Regions from separate parts of the Mus musculus genome. Here region 1 is linked to region 2. A link is a contact called in public HiChIP or PLAC-seq data. All regions are on one chromosome and are shown on one strand. Each heading gives the region's core, a stretch centred on a gene start, on an enhancer-like site or on the middle of the called end of the contact. The rest is flanking DNA. Distances are from core to core; before and after follow the strand shown. Region 1 overlaps Gm34548 (a long non-coding RNA gene). Region 2 overlaps Magi3 (membrane associated guanylate kinase, WW and PDZ domain containing 3).

Region 1 (6,414 bases), core at 2,729-5,228, 570 kb before region 2:
AGGCTCCTCACCCCAGACTGTAAGAAGAAATAAACACCTGCTTGCTGGGCAGCTAACATCTGGGCTACTTGTTATGCAGCAAGAGATAACTAATACAAGTATCTTAAGGAACCAAGTGGGCTTTGTGCTTATCCCTATCTCATCTGCTGCCCGAGTCATTGCTTGTGTTTTCTCCCAGGAAGCCAGGGAGCAGCTCCAAACCCAGCACAGGAACTGGCGCTCTCCATCTGCTCTGTGAATCATTTCCCGCCCTGTTCTCCGCCACACTCTAAGACCCTACATCAAGCTTCTACATCAGCCTGTGCTTCAGCGTAAGTGACGCAATTTCTCTCCAGCTGGGAGCGCTTGAAGAAGATGTGTTTCTTTTGTGACTGCTCCCCTGCTTTGTTGTGGCTTCTGGTAATTGACTCTCATTGGATCCTAATTAGAGAGCCGACTTCATCATTTTCCATCCTTTACTCAAAGTGGAATCAAAAGAATTTCTTTCCAGCAAACACAGCCTCTTCTTGCTTGAGCTTGCAGGGTTGTGTCAGAACTGGAGTCCTGAAACCCAGACCCCCTCTCTCCCAGTACAGCCCCACCACCCAGTCCCAGGGTGAGGTATACATTGTACCCCATGACCTCAGCTCTGCGTTCATCTCAGATCTCACACTGGTCATGAAGTTGCTGAAGCCCCTGGAGATTCAGGAACCCAGTGTAGCCACCAACACAAGAGAGCTAGTGCTGGCCTCCGCTTTCCTGCCAGATACTCCTGCTGGCCTGCACGGGCTCAACTGGGGTGGAAAAGGTAACTCCGATCTCTTGGGGATGAAGAAGTTGGGCCTTTCAAGTCCAAAACATCTCCCCCGCTGTCACCATGTGAATTTACATTTATGTTTATTCAGGAGAGACAGGAAAGTGTCCCTTGGGGAGGCCTGATCCTTAACCTCTGCACCCTAAATTCTGAGACCCACCAAGGCAGTTCCATATCAAATCAGCAGCCTTTCTTGCTCACTGGATGACAACACTCCTCAGGTCTCTTGCAGCTGTAGCCTGGACCCAAGTGTCTCGGCCTGCTATAAGAGGTAGGCTTGGGGGGGCGGGGAGGGGAGGTTTGGGGGACTTTTGGGGTAGCATTGGAAATGTAAATGAAGAAAATACCTAATTAAAAAAAAAAAGAGGTAGGCCTCCTTAAGATCAGCTCTGGGTCAGGGCTGGTCTGGGAACACCTCCGCAGACACTTAAACATGTGCAGTATGAGCTCATTACACCAGCTGGTCTACAGGGGCAAAGTCTTTAGGCAGTTGATTTGGGTCATCCTACTGTCCAGAGATGTCCCATGATCCAGGGCAAAGGGCATGCATGCCCTAGGCCTGCTGAGTTGGCCTGAAGCCTGGGCTTGCACCCTCCTCAGTCTGGACACAGTCTAGAGCGCCTCAGCAGAGCTTCTGTCTGATGAAGCTAAGTGGTAGAAAACAGTCAGAGCTGTGTGGGCACCAGGAAGACTGCACCAGGGCAGGCAGCTCCCCTTACTGTCAACCCTGCCCAGTCCCTGTCACTGGGCCAGCTGCTGAACTAGGCTGCCCTGAAGAAGGGAGGCCGGCCTACATGCCCTCTATGAGTCTTTACTAACTTAACATTCGTCTCTTCCCACAGCCTGGCTGTAGTTAGAGTCTCTCTAGTGGAATCTCAGGTGAGGAGAGGGGTCTTTGGGCAGGTAAGTGGGATGCAGGCCTATGCTACTAAAATTGTTGTACAGGGGCATCCTGATAGTTGTTTTGTTTTGTTTTGTTTTGTTTTGTTTTGTTTTGTTTTTGAGACAGGGTCTCACTATATAGCCCTGGCTGTCCTGGAACTCACTCTGTAGACCAGGCTGGCCTCGAACTCATAGAGATCTGCTTGCCTCTGACTCCCTAGTGCTGGGATTAAAGGTGTGCATCACTTTATCTGGCTGATAATCTTATAACTGACGTCATCTCAGTTTACCAGTGCTAGCAGAGCAGCAATGCAGTGAGGGATATCCTGGGCTGGAATTAAAGGAATTTTTAAAAAAATTAAATTAAGCCAGTTGTTAGTGGTAGAAACCTTTGATCCCAGTACTCAGGAGGCAGAGGCAGGTGAATCCCTCTGAGTTTAAGACCAGCCTGGACTACAGAGTGAGTTCCAGGACAGCCAGGGATACACAGAGAAACCCTATCTCGAATCCCCCCCCTCAAATTAAGTAAATGATTAAAAATGAGGCTAACCATAGTGTCAGAGGGCCAGTTTGGTTTAAATAGTAGTGAGTTTCAGGACAGCCAAGGCCACAGAGAAATCCTGCCTCAAAAAATAAAGACAGAAACAAATTCGCAAAGAAAATAACAAAAGCCGGCCAGTGTGTCAGATACTTGTCATCCTAGCCTTTGCACGGAGGTTGGAGGACCAAGGGTCCCAGGCCAGTTGAACCGCATAAGGCTATGCCTTAAAATGGAGGAGAGTCGTTAACAAATCAATAAACTTAATCATAGGCCTTTTATTTGTGGTTCATGAGTCACAACAACACATCCTGGAGTTTGCCTTATAGAAAAGGGGTCTGAAGAAGTAGAAACAAAATGAAAAGCAGATTTGCTTGAGGCAGCAGGGTGGGGGGTGGATGGGTGGGGGGTGGGTGGGGGTGCTGTGGGGGGGGGGGTGTTCAATGCCAACAGCAGAAGAGTGACTAAGACTCTGATATGAGTTCAGTTCCCAGCATCAAATAATCAATCAGCCAATCAAAAGGTGGCACTCTTTAAATCCCAGAACTCTGGAGGTAAAGGTAGGTAGATCTCTGTTAGTTCCAAGCTGGCCAGGGCTGCTGCATCGTGAGACCATCTCAAAAACAAAAACAAAAACAAAAAAACAACAAAAACTCACATAGAAGCCGGGCGTGGTGGCGCATGCCTTTAATCCCAGCACTCGGGAGGCAGAGGCAGGCGGATTTCTGAGTTCAAGGCCAGCCTGGTATACAAAGTGAGTTCCAGGACAGCCAGGGCTATACAGAGAAACCCTTTCTCAAAAAACAAAAAGACAAAACAAACAAACCAACAAACAAAAAACAAAAAAACCTCACAAAGATAGGTTAACTGGGCTTGTACAGGTTAGCCCAAAGGGGATTTCCTATTCATAACAGCTAAACTGGCTTACTTGGAATTACAGCTATTTCTCTTTTTGCCATCATCATCATCGTCACTATCATCAGTGAAGGTTGGTAAACAACCTGGTTTTGGCTCCACTAAGCATGATTGACTTATCTTTGCCTTAGCTATGTGCCCAGTACCAATAGCCTCCCATAAATCTTAACGCTTGAAAGTCAGCTCGCATTCCCTCCGGTGGATAAATTGTCAAAGCCCAGTTGATGATGGGTGACTCTGGTTTTCTTGCGAACTTACTCTGGTTTTGTAATTTTGTTTTTGTTTTCCTTTCTTTCACTTCCTAGACGAAGCCCTTTCAGAGTGGGCAGGGAGACAGACACATGAGGAAATTCACTTCAGCAGGGCATCTGCTAAGCGTGGCAGGATTCCTGCTCCAGACTCTCAAAGCCTCCTATTAATGGAAAGAGCAGGTTAACCTGGTCTGACCGACAGGAAGCCACCGTACAGGAATAGGTGGAGTTCTGACATCCGGTGGGGACAGCTGGGGGGAGCGGATGGGGGAGGGGACACCTAGGTGTGCCAGGGGAGCCGAGGTAAAGCTAAGGTCCAGGGGGCCAGCGTGCTGGGTGGCTATGGGCCACACGAGGGCGCCGCACACTGCCACGTAAGGGCCTGAACTGTCTCTACGGAGCTATGTCGGAGAAAAGGCTTTGATGGGAAAGAGGGTGGGCGGAGACCATCCTGGGTGTCCAGCGACGGGCCCCTCTCTTGTTCCTTGAAGGTCGGCGTGAGGTCTCCCTGGACTTGGAACAGCCGCTGTTCAGGTCCTGAGGAATTAACGCCTCTGTAGATCAGGTCCAGCTGTGTGTAGGAGGGAGGATGTTTGCGGTCACTGGGGTGTGTTGTGTTAGGAATGACCGCAGTACTGGGGTGTGAGGGTGGGTGCGTGGATTTCTCCAGAGGTGTAGGTGGGAGGGAGTAGACAGTTTCTACTCCCAGGGGGCTGGCGCTAGTGTCTTCTAGGAGCAGCACTTAAGGCAAGATGTAGACCCCATTAGAATCAGACGATCTTCCCATCAGAGGAAGTCCCCCATTTGGAAACAGTCAGGATGAATGGTTGCTTTAGCTTGGCCAAGCTGCTGGGGTAAACGCCTCAAGCAGAAGCTGCATCAAAGCCTGGAGCCTGTCCAGCCATGCAGCTCAAGCACCCGGTGTCACCGAGATTTGTCCAGGGGGCACAGTGGAGATCTTGTGACCCAGGAAATAGCACTGGTCTTAGTTTAGATCAGGACATTTCCCCCTGAAAGCTGCGTGGGACAGTGGCTTGGAGCCCAGATTGGGGGGGGGGGGGAGGGATGGGAGGGGCAGCTGGAGGCTTCTGCCCACTCTCACCTTTGTCACCCAATAGCTACTTCACATGAGTCAGCTCTGCAGGCTGTACCCTGGCCTGAAGGCTCAGCCTGGGATTTGAAGGCATTAGAGTTGGTAGAAATTAACCCCCAGGATGTGAGCTTCGGGCTCGTAGGCTGAGGCTCTAGCAAGGGAAGAGGACATCCTGAGGACTGGGTGTAAGCAAGCAGAAACACGGGGAGCCTAGGCAATGCCCAGGAGGACTGCAATGGGCCAGGGAACACCAGGAAGGGTCAGTGTGAACCCAGGACTCTTGAGAACTCCAGTCGCTTCCTCTCTGCGGATCCAGACACCTCTACCATCCAGCCCCGCCCAGGCAGCTGCAATTCCTCAGCCAAATGACCCGAGACAAGAGTAAGAGGAAAACAGCTTTCTGAGCCTGCCTCTAGGGGAAAGAAGGACTATAAGAAGCAGGGATCCAGGACACAAGGTCACCGGGAAGCAGTCATGAATGTCAGGCGTGAAGGGGTGGAGATTTCAGGTCAGGGAGCTAAGGGTACACAGCTCAGTGACAGCATTTGCTTAAGAGGCCCTGGCGACAGGGTTCAGGCCTCACTACTGGAAAAAAGATTTTTCTTAGCTTATGCACAAATGGTCACGTGACATTGATAAGCAAGAGTGACTTAACCCAACACAACTCCAGTTTCACCAGCTGCAAAACTACCCTGAGGTGTTTGCAAATTTAGGAGTAAGGTAGGTAAAGGCATGCCCGTCAGGGCATGGTGATGATGGCTCACACCAGTAATCCCAGCACTTGAGAGGGTAAGGTAGAACCAATGTGGGTTTGAGACCAGCCTAACTACAGAGTTAGTTCCAGGTTTGCCTGGGCTAAGGGGAGACTGTAAACAAATAAAAAACAAAACAAAACAAAACAAAAATTTTATTGTCTTTCAACCCTAGGGGTGTCTGAGCCTTTCTCCTTCCTAACAAGTTGGCCTGGGCTCCAGACAGCAGACCTATAATTTGCCTGCACAAGTGTGATAAGAGGTCAATATTAATCTGGGTGTGGTGGTGCACACCCCAAGTCCCTGCCACTCAGGAGGTAGAAACAAGAGCCCAGAGGTTTGAAGGCCATCCAGGCAACATACTGAGACTCTGAAGAAGAGAGCGGACAGAAAAGAAAACTTTGAGAATAAGTGTAAGCCAGGTGTGGTGTCACATGCCTATACTCTCAACACTCCCAAGACTGAGGCAGGAGGGAATGTCTAATCTAAGAGAAGCCTGGGCTACACAGTTGGATCAAATAAACAAAACCCTCTCAAAAGACAAACAAATACCAGCGGAAGGATTCAGCAGGCAAACTCACTTGGTGCCAAGCCAACCCAGATGTGTAAGGTAGAAGAAAACTAACATAGAGTGTTCTCTGACCTCCACAAGAGCACACACACACTTACACAAACACACACTTAAGTAAATGTAATCAATTTTAAAAGAAATAAAACACTGGCCTAGTGGGAGGCTAGGAAGTTGGAGACTAGAGGAAGTACAAAGGCTGCCTGGATGGCAGAGTTCAGTTCAACCTGAGTAACTTAGCAACACATTATCTACATAAAAACCAAAGGATTAGGCTGGAGAGATGGCTCAGTGGGTAAGACTGCTCTTCCAGAGGTCCTGAATTCAATTCCCAGCAATCACATGGTGGCTCACAACCATCTGTAATGGGATCCGAAGCCCTCTTCTGGTGTGTCTGAAGACAGCAACAGTGTACTCACATACATAAAATAAATAAATCTTTAAAAACAAAAAGGATTTTTTTTGTTGTTGTTTTTGTTTTTGTTTTTTCAAGACAGGGTTTCTCTGTGTAGTTCTGGCTGTCCTGGAACTCACTCTGTAGACCAGGCTGGCCTCAAACTCAGAAATCCTCGTGCCTCTGCCTCCCAAGTGCTGGGATTAAAGGCGTGTGCCACCACTGTCC
Region 2 (5,891 bases), core at 1,951-4,450:
ACGAGGCAGCCCTGTTGGTGGAAAGGGTACTAAGAGCAGGCAGAAGAGTCTGAGACACCCCTACTCCCACTGTTAGGAGTCCCACAAATCACCAAGCTGACAACCATGACATACACATATGCAGAGGACCTAGGTCAGACCCATGCAGCTCCCAGATTGAAAGGAAGCTTTATTTTGAGTCATAGAGTTAAGTGCAGTGTGGCAGGAAAGACTTGGCAGTAATATTGTGACGCACTGGTTATGTTGGATTCTCACACAGGAGCAGAAAGATGGAAGAAGGGAAAGAAACCCTGGTGCTCAGCTTGCTTTCGTCAGTCTAGGACCCCCAGTCCATGGATGCTGCTGCCAACATTCAGGCTGGGTCTTCTCTTACACAGAAATGTCTAGAAGCATTTTTCTGTGGGTGATTCTAAGGCTGATCAAGTTGGCAATAAGATCAACCATCACAGTTCCTGAGTTAGGATCCAGTGAGGAAGGCAAAACTGAACTTCATTTTCCTGTGACTTGCACATAGGGAAGGATGGAAACCAGTCCCTCTCAGTGTGGACTCCAGTGATTCACCTGGGTTTTGGTTTCAAAGAGTAGATGGACCAGGTGTTCTGCTCAGACAATAATCTTGTGCACACAGCATCGTACAGTGCTAGGTAGAGTAGGTACAGAACAGACTTCTGAGGAAAAACAATTGGCTATGGATGTGAGGAGGGAATGAAGAGGGCTAGCAGGCCTGATATGTTTATCTCAAACGTCAGAGAGCGCCTAAAGTACAGGAGCATTTTGTCTGGGCACCACCTCTTTTTGTCTAAATTATTGTTTGGAATATACATAGCGTACCTGGCTTTGTTGAAGCAGGTAAAACAACAAAGGTGTATAGTATAATGATGGGTCTTATCTATGTATTATCTAAAATGAAGGAATTTCATTGCTGCATAAATATGGGACTGTACATGTAACTAACAGTGTTATGATTTTTAGAAATAAATATTTTCACTTGGTTAGAGTTTGGGGTTTTTCAGATGCTACTTAAATCAAAGTACTAAAACTTCTCTAGCTTTACTCTTGGCTGTTCTGACTACAGATTTATTACAGAAGAGCGAGCTGAGGCTGAGGAGATAGGCCAGTTGGTAATCAACCATAAATTCCTGCGTTTGATCCCTAGGACACATGTAAGAGGCCAGCCTTGTGGTGTGTGTTTGTAAGGGAAGCAAGGCTATATTTTAAATGTTTCTAGCATCTGTACATACAATTTCAAGGTTAAACATTTCTAAAAGAAAATTTGTAAAAAGTTTTTATAGATGTATACAATGCATGTGATCAATTGGTGGAAAAGAACTAATAATTATCACAGTCTTAATACACTTTCAGAAGAAATGCATGGCAGTGGTGGCACACACCTTTAATCCCAGTACTCAGGAGGCAGAGGCAGGCGGATTTCTGAGTTCAAGGCCAGCCTGGTCTACAGAATGAGTTCCAGGACAGCCAGGGCTACACAGAGAAACCCTGTCTCGAAAAACCAAAAAAAAAAAAAGAAAAAGAAAAAGAAAAAAAGGAGAAGAAGAGGAGGAGGAGGAGGGAGAGGAAGAAGAGGAGGAGGAAGAAATGCATGGTCGGTCTGCTTTTGATGATGCACGCCTGTAATCTTAGTATTAGGGAGGCCAATCTGGGAAAGTCAGGAGTTTAGAGAGTCTGGATTATTTAATAAGATTCTGTTTCCAATATATAATATACATGTAGCTGTGAGCATAACAGTATAAGCATTTTCCTCAAGACCAAATCTCAAAAGGAACAGAGATGTTTCAAGAACAACATGAGTGAGTAGATAGGCCATCTCCCCCCCTCCCTTGCAGAAAAACCCAACAACTTTTGAAGTCGGGGATTATTAAACTCAGAGCCTGGATCCTACTGGCAAGTTCTTTTCCACTGAGCCACCTTGTATCATTCTTATTTTACTTCTGTTATAATCTTGAAGGAAGCCAGAGGCATAATGGCACGTGCTTTTGATCCTAGCACTTGGGAGGCAGAAGCAGGTGAATCTCTGTGAGTTCAAGGAGTTCAAGGCCGGCCTCATGTACATAGCGAGTTTCAGGACAGCGAAGTCTGTGTAGAGAGATTGTGTATCAAATAAAAAATTTAAAAAAAAAAACTAAACAAAGTAATAATTTAAGAAAACTTTGAAGGAACAAGTTACTTTTTCAACAGTATAAGCTAAAAATAATATAAAACAGGAAAGCTGGACATTATGCTAAACATCTGCTATGTGGTGGGATTGGATAAGAATAAGATTTAGTTTAGAGGTAGCTCACAGTTTAGAGGTAACGAGTTTGAGGGAATTTAATCTAAGGTCAGGGCGCCTGGCACCCATGTGGTGCATGTAGACTCACACAGGTCCATATATAAAGGTGAACATACATAAATCTGTTTAAAAAGAGCATAATTTACTTTAAATAAATTTATATTTTCAAAACTTTAAGGAGGAATGGGGAAGTAGTGTAATTGGTAGAGTGCTTGTCTGGGTTCCATTCCTTCCACAGCACTGAATAAACCAGGCATGGTGGTACATACCTGTAATCTTAGCACTCAGAAGCAAAAGGATTGGGAGTTCAAAATAGGCCTTTACTTCATAGCGGATTGGGGCTCAGTTTGAACTATTAAAAAGACTTAAATGGATTGGCTTCTGGAGTTGAAGAGTCTCAGACGTGACCTCAGAATTATTTTAATCCCCCTGCTCCCAACACACACTTCATGGAGGAGAATGTAAGAAGAACTGGGAGACTGGAGAGAAGTGCTCCGTAGACTGTGAACACACAAGTCTATTGCCCTACTATAATCTAAACTCACAAAAGTTGAAGAGATTATTTAAAAACAAATTCCAAGTATTTAGAAAAGAATAGCTTATCACCCAGAGCCAATATGGATTTCTAAGAAACAAGACATGCCAAACTGACCTCATTTTTACTCTCCCCCTACCCCCTGTTTTATAATTGCTTCTAGATTAGAGAATAGTAAAGACATGTTGTATCTTGACTTTAGCAAGCAGTTGACAAATTCTCCTTACTGTCCTTGTCAAAAAGATGATGAAGTGTGGGTAGATTGATTTACAGTTGTTTGCATGCTGAACCCACGCCAACAGGACTCAGGGTTAATCCAAATAATAGCCAGTTGCTTTATTCACTGATTTCTCAATGAGAACTGGTGGTGATTCAGAGTTTGCGTATATTCAGTAACTATGGGTTTGTAGCTGTGAATTCCTGACTAAGGAGTTGTATATTCAAACTTGACCGCCTGGATATTTTTATACAATTAAAATACCAATTACAGACATTCATCTAGCCAAACTATTTGTCTGATGTATATATTTTTAAACTTTATAAACCAGTTTCACTGTTCATATAAAAACCAAAGAATAGAATTCAAAGAGCAAAAAATTTTAAAGCATAGGCTGGCTAGGTAAGAATGTTCACATTATAAAGAATCTTTTGTTTGTATTTGTTTAATAACGTTTACATTAGCCTCAGGGAGATTTTTTTTTCATGCCCTTGAGATGTCAAGGTTCTGTGAATTAACCTGGGGGGAGGTGGGTAGGAGGGGAAGGGAGAGGGGGAGGAGAAGGAGGAGAGGGGAGGAGAGAGAGAGACAGAGACAGAGATCATATATAGATGTGCCTGCATTATATATTATACACCAGGATCATACAGTACCTATAGAAGTCATAAGAGGGCTTAGGGTCAGGAACTGGAATTGCAGGCAGCTGTGTGCCACCATGTGGGTGATTTGCAAGAGCAACAAGTGCTCTTAACTGCTGAGCCATCTCTGTAGGACAACAGTGTCCTTGGGAATTAATATATTTGTTGGCCTTCTGATAATCATTAGTAAACTACCTATTTAAGATTTTTTTAAATTCTTTGAAATTACATAGAAGAAACAATCGCTTTATTCTTTAGAAAGTTCTATTAGTTTCTGGAGACAGGGACGTCCATGGTGAATGGTTTATTTAGAATATTTTATTATCAGTTGTTAATCTTAAATAATGTCAACTCAGTTTTATTAAATTTTCATTATGTCTAATTGACTGGTGCTTACAGTATATTGTCTTGATTGTCAAGAAGCAATGATGGAGGGACTGGAGATTTGTCTCATCAGTTAAAAGCACTTACTGCCTTTGCAGAGTACCCTGGTTTGGTTCCCAACACCTACATGGTGGCTCACAACCATCCATAACTCTAGTTCCAGGAGATCTGAGACCCTCTTTTTGCCTCTTCCAACTCCAGGACACATGTGATGCACATAAATACATACATGCAGACAAAACACTCATACAAATAAAATAAGAACAAAACTTAGAGTTTCTAAAAATGTTTGCAGATATGATTTTCAGTTTTAGTGATGCTAAACACGAATGCTACATTCAGTGTCTAGTTGCACATTTTGTTTAAAATGCATTTTGGATTGCAGTTGTCTCTCATCCTTTTCTTTGTGACTGCCCATACCAGTAGGAGTTGATGGTAAAACCTAGTGTGATTCCAGTTCTGATAATTATGGGCATTACTCTTTAAGTTTAGCCTTTTCTGTGCTAACTGGTTTTTAAAAACATCAAAGGCCCTTAGAATAAGATTGGGTTAACTTCATTTTCCCTTAAGAAATCCATCATGCAAGATAATTCATGATTTTGAACTTTATTGTGGCTTTATCTTTTAATTATCTCTAACCTAAAAGACATTACTTATATAACTTAAAATCTAACCTAGATTTTAAGCATTTTATAGTTATCTCTAAATTATGCCATATCTTAGAAGTTTTGAGTTTAAGAAAAGCTAAAGTATTGACTCAACAAATTATCTTTTTTAGTTATATCTATATTTCCTTTTACCAAAACTAAATCTTTCCCAGAAGATATGTTGGTGAGTCAAGTTTTGTATTTTGGCACTCATGTTACTGTTTTAAATGAAAAGAAGAGGACACATTTTTGTTTATTCAAAGAACCTATCTATCCAAGAGCTGGAGAGATGGCTCAGCAATTAAGAGCACTGATTGCTCTTCCAGAAGTCCTGAGTTCAATTCCTAGCAACCACATGATGGCTCACAACCATCTGTGATGGGATCCAACACGCTCTTCTGGTGTGTCTGAAATCAGTGATAGTGTACTCACATATATAAAATAAATAAATCTTTTTTTAAGCCTATCCAAATATCTGAAAGTTTCAGCCATGTAGTTACAATCCTCCAAAGCTAGAGTCTAATATTTACAAAGAACATGAGACTCCCTTACCAAATTGTAAAAATACTTCATGCACTCATTATGAAGTTGATTTGTGTTCAATGAGTATTGATCAGTATTGATTATATATTAGTTTTTTCAGCTGCTCAGCAATGAGCACATGATGGAGTATAAATAAAAAGACAATATGATTTTGAATTGGGGTGAGTTAGTGGGACCCTATGTGCCTGGACTGTAGGATAGGGGTGGTTCTATGTCTATCACTGTAAATATCTTCAGACTTGTTTGTTGTCATCACAGTGGTTCCTCCCCCCTTCCTCCATGTCTATTTTTGTTAAGACAAGGGAATTGTTCTGGTTTGTGTTTATTACAATAAGCTAAATGTTATCTCTGAAGTTTAAAAAGAAGTTGATTTCCTGGTTATGTTGCTGTGTAGGTTCTGTGTATTTATATGTAGTAGAAAAGAACAAAAAAAATTAGAGATGCAGTTTTATGGGATAGTAGATAAAAGGATAAACTGATCAATAGTAAGCTTTTGTTATGAAACCTTAATGTGAATATGTTGTTCCAAATAAAACTCAATGTAGTCCACTAGACATGCAGTGGGATAATGTTTGTCTGAGCCTTGATCTTTTCTAATTATCTACAGTCTTGTCTAATAAACAGTGTTTACGCTGCT

The links. HiChIP or PLAC-seq counts read pairs in DNA pulled down with a chosen protein or histone mark.
Region 1: a contact with region 2 is called in a FOXA1 HiChIP or PLAC-seq map of pancreatic cancer cells. The contact joins two enhancer-like sites. A contact is called at or near these places in 8 of 39 promoter capture datasets (the 3T3-L1 cell line, 3T3-L1-derived adipocytes, the C10 cell line and 4 more), 3 of 15 datasets of contacts at CTCF or cohesin (the NIH/3T3 cell line, large pre-B cells and pro-B cells), 16 of 484 Hi-C or Micro-C datasets (B cells, the C10 cell line, the G1E-ER4 cell line and 10 more) and 2 of 115 datasets of contacts at active chromatin or transcription factors (large pre-B cells and pancreatic cancer cells).

The regions. Positions count from the first base shown.
Region 1 is chr3:104,672,910-104,679,323 of GRCm38.p6, reverse strand. Gm34548 (a long non-coding RNA gene) reads left to right here. Exons shown (of 4, transcript XR_867542.1): 3 at 179-1,064; 4 at 1,636-1,773. Among named protein-coding and RNA genes, the nearest start is that of Gm34548, 4.5 kb to the left of the region's middle. Within about 2 kb of position 3,978, at least 184 of the 459 cell types and tissues checked have an H3K27ac peak or open chromatin away from gene starts, as enhancers often do. A contact at or near this core is called in liver and pancreatic cancer cells, where this site is marked.
Region 2 is chr3:104,106,915-104,112,805 of GRCm38.p6, reverse strand. All of the region lies in intron 1 of Magi3 (membrane associated guanylate kinase, WW and PDZ domain containing 3), which reads left to right. Among named protein-coding and RNA genes, the nearest start is that of Magi3, 110 kb to the left of the region's middle. Within about 2 kb of position 3,200, at least 10 of the 459 cell types and tissues checked have an H3K27ac peak or open chromatin away from gene starts, as enhancers often do. A contact at or near this core is called in liver and pancreatic cancer cells, where this site is marked.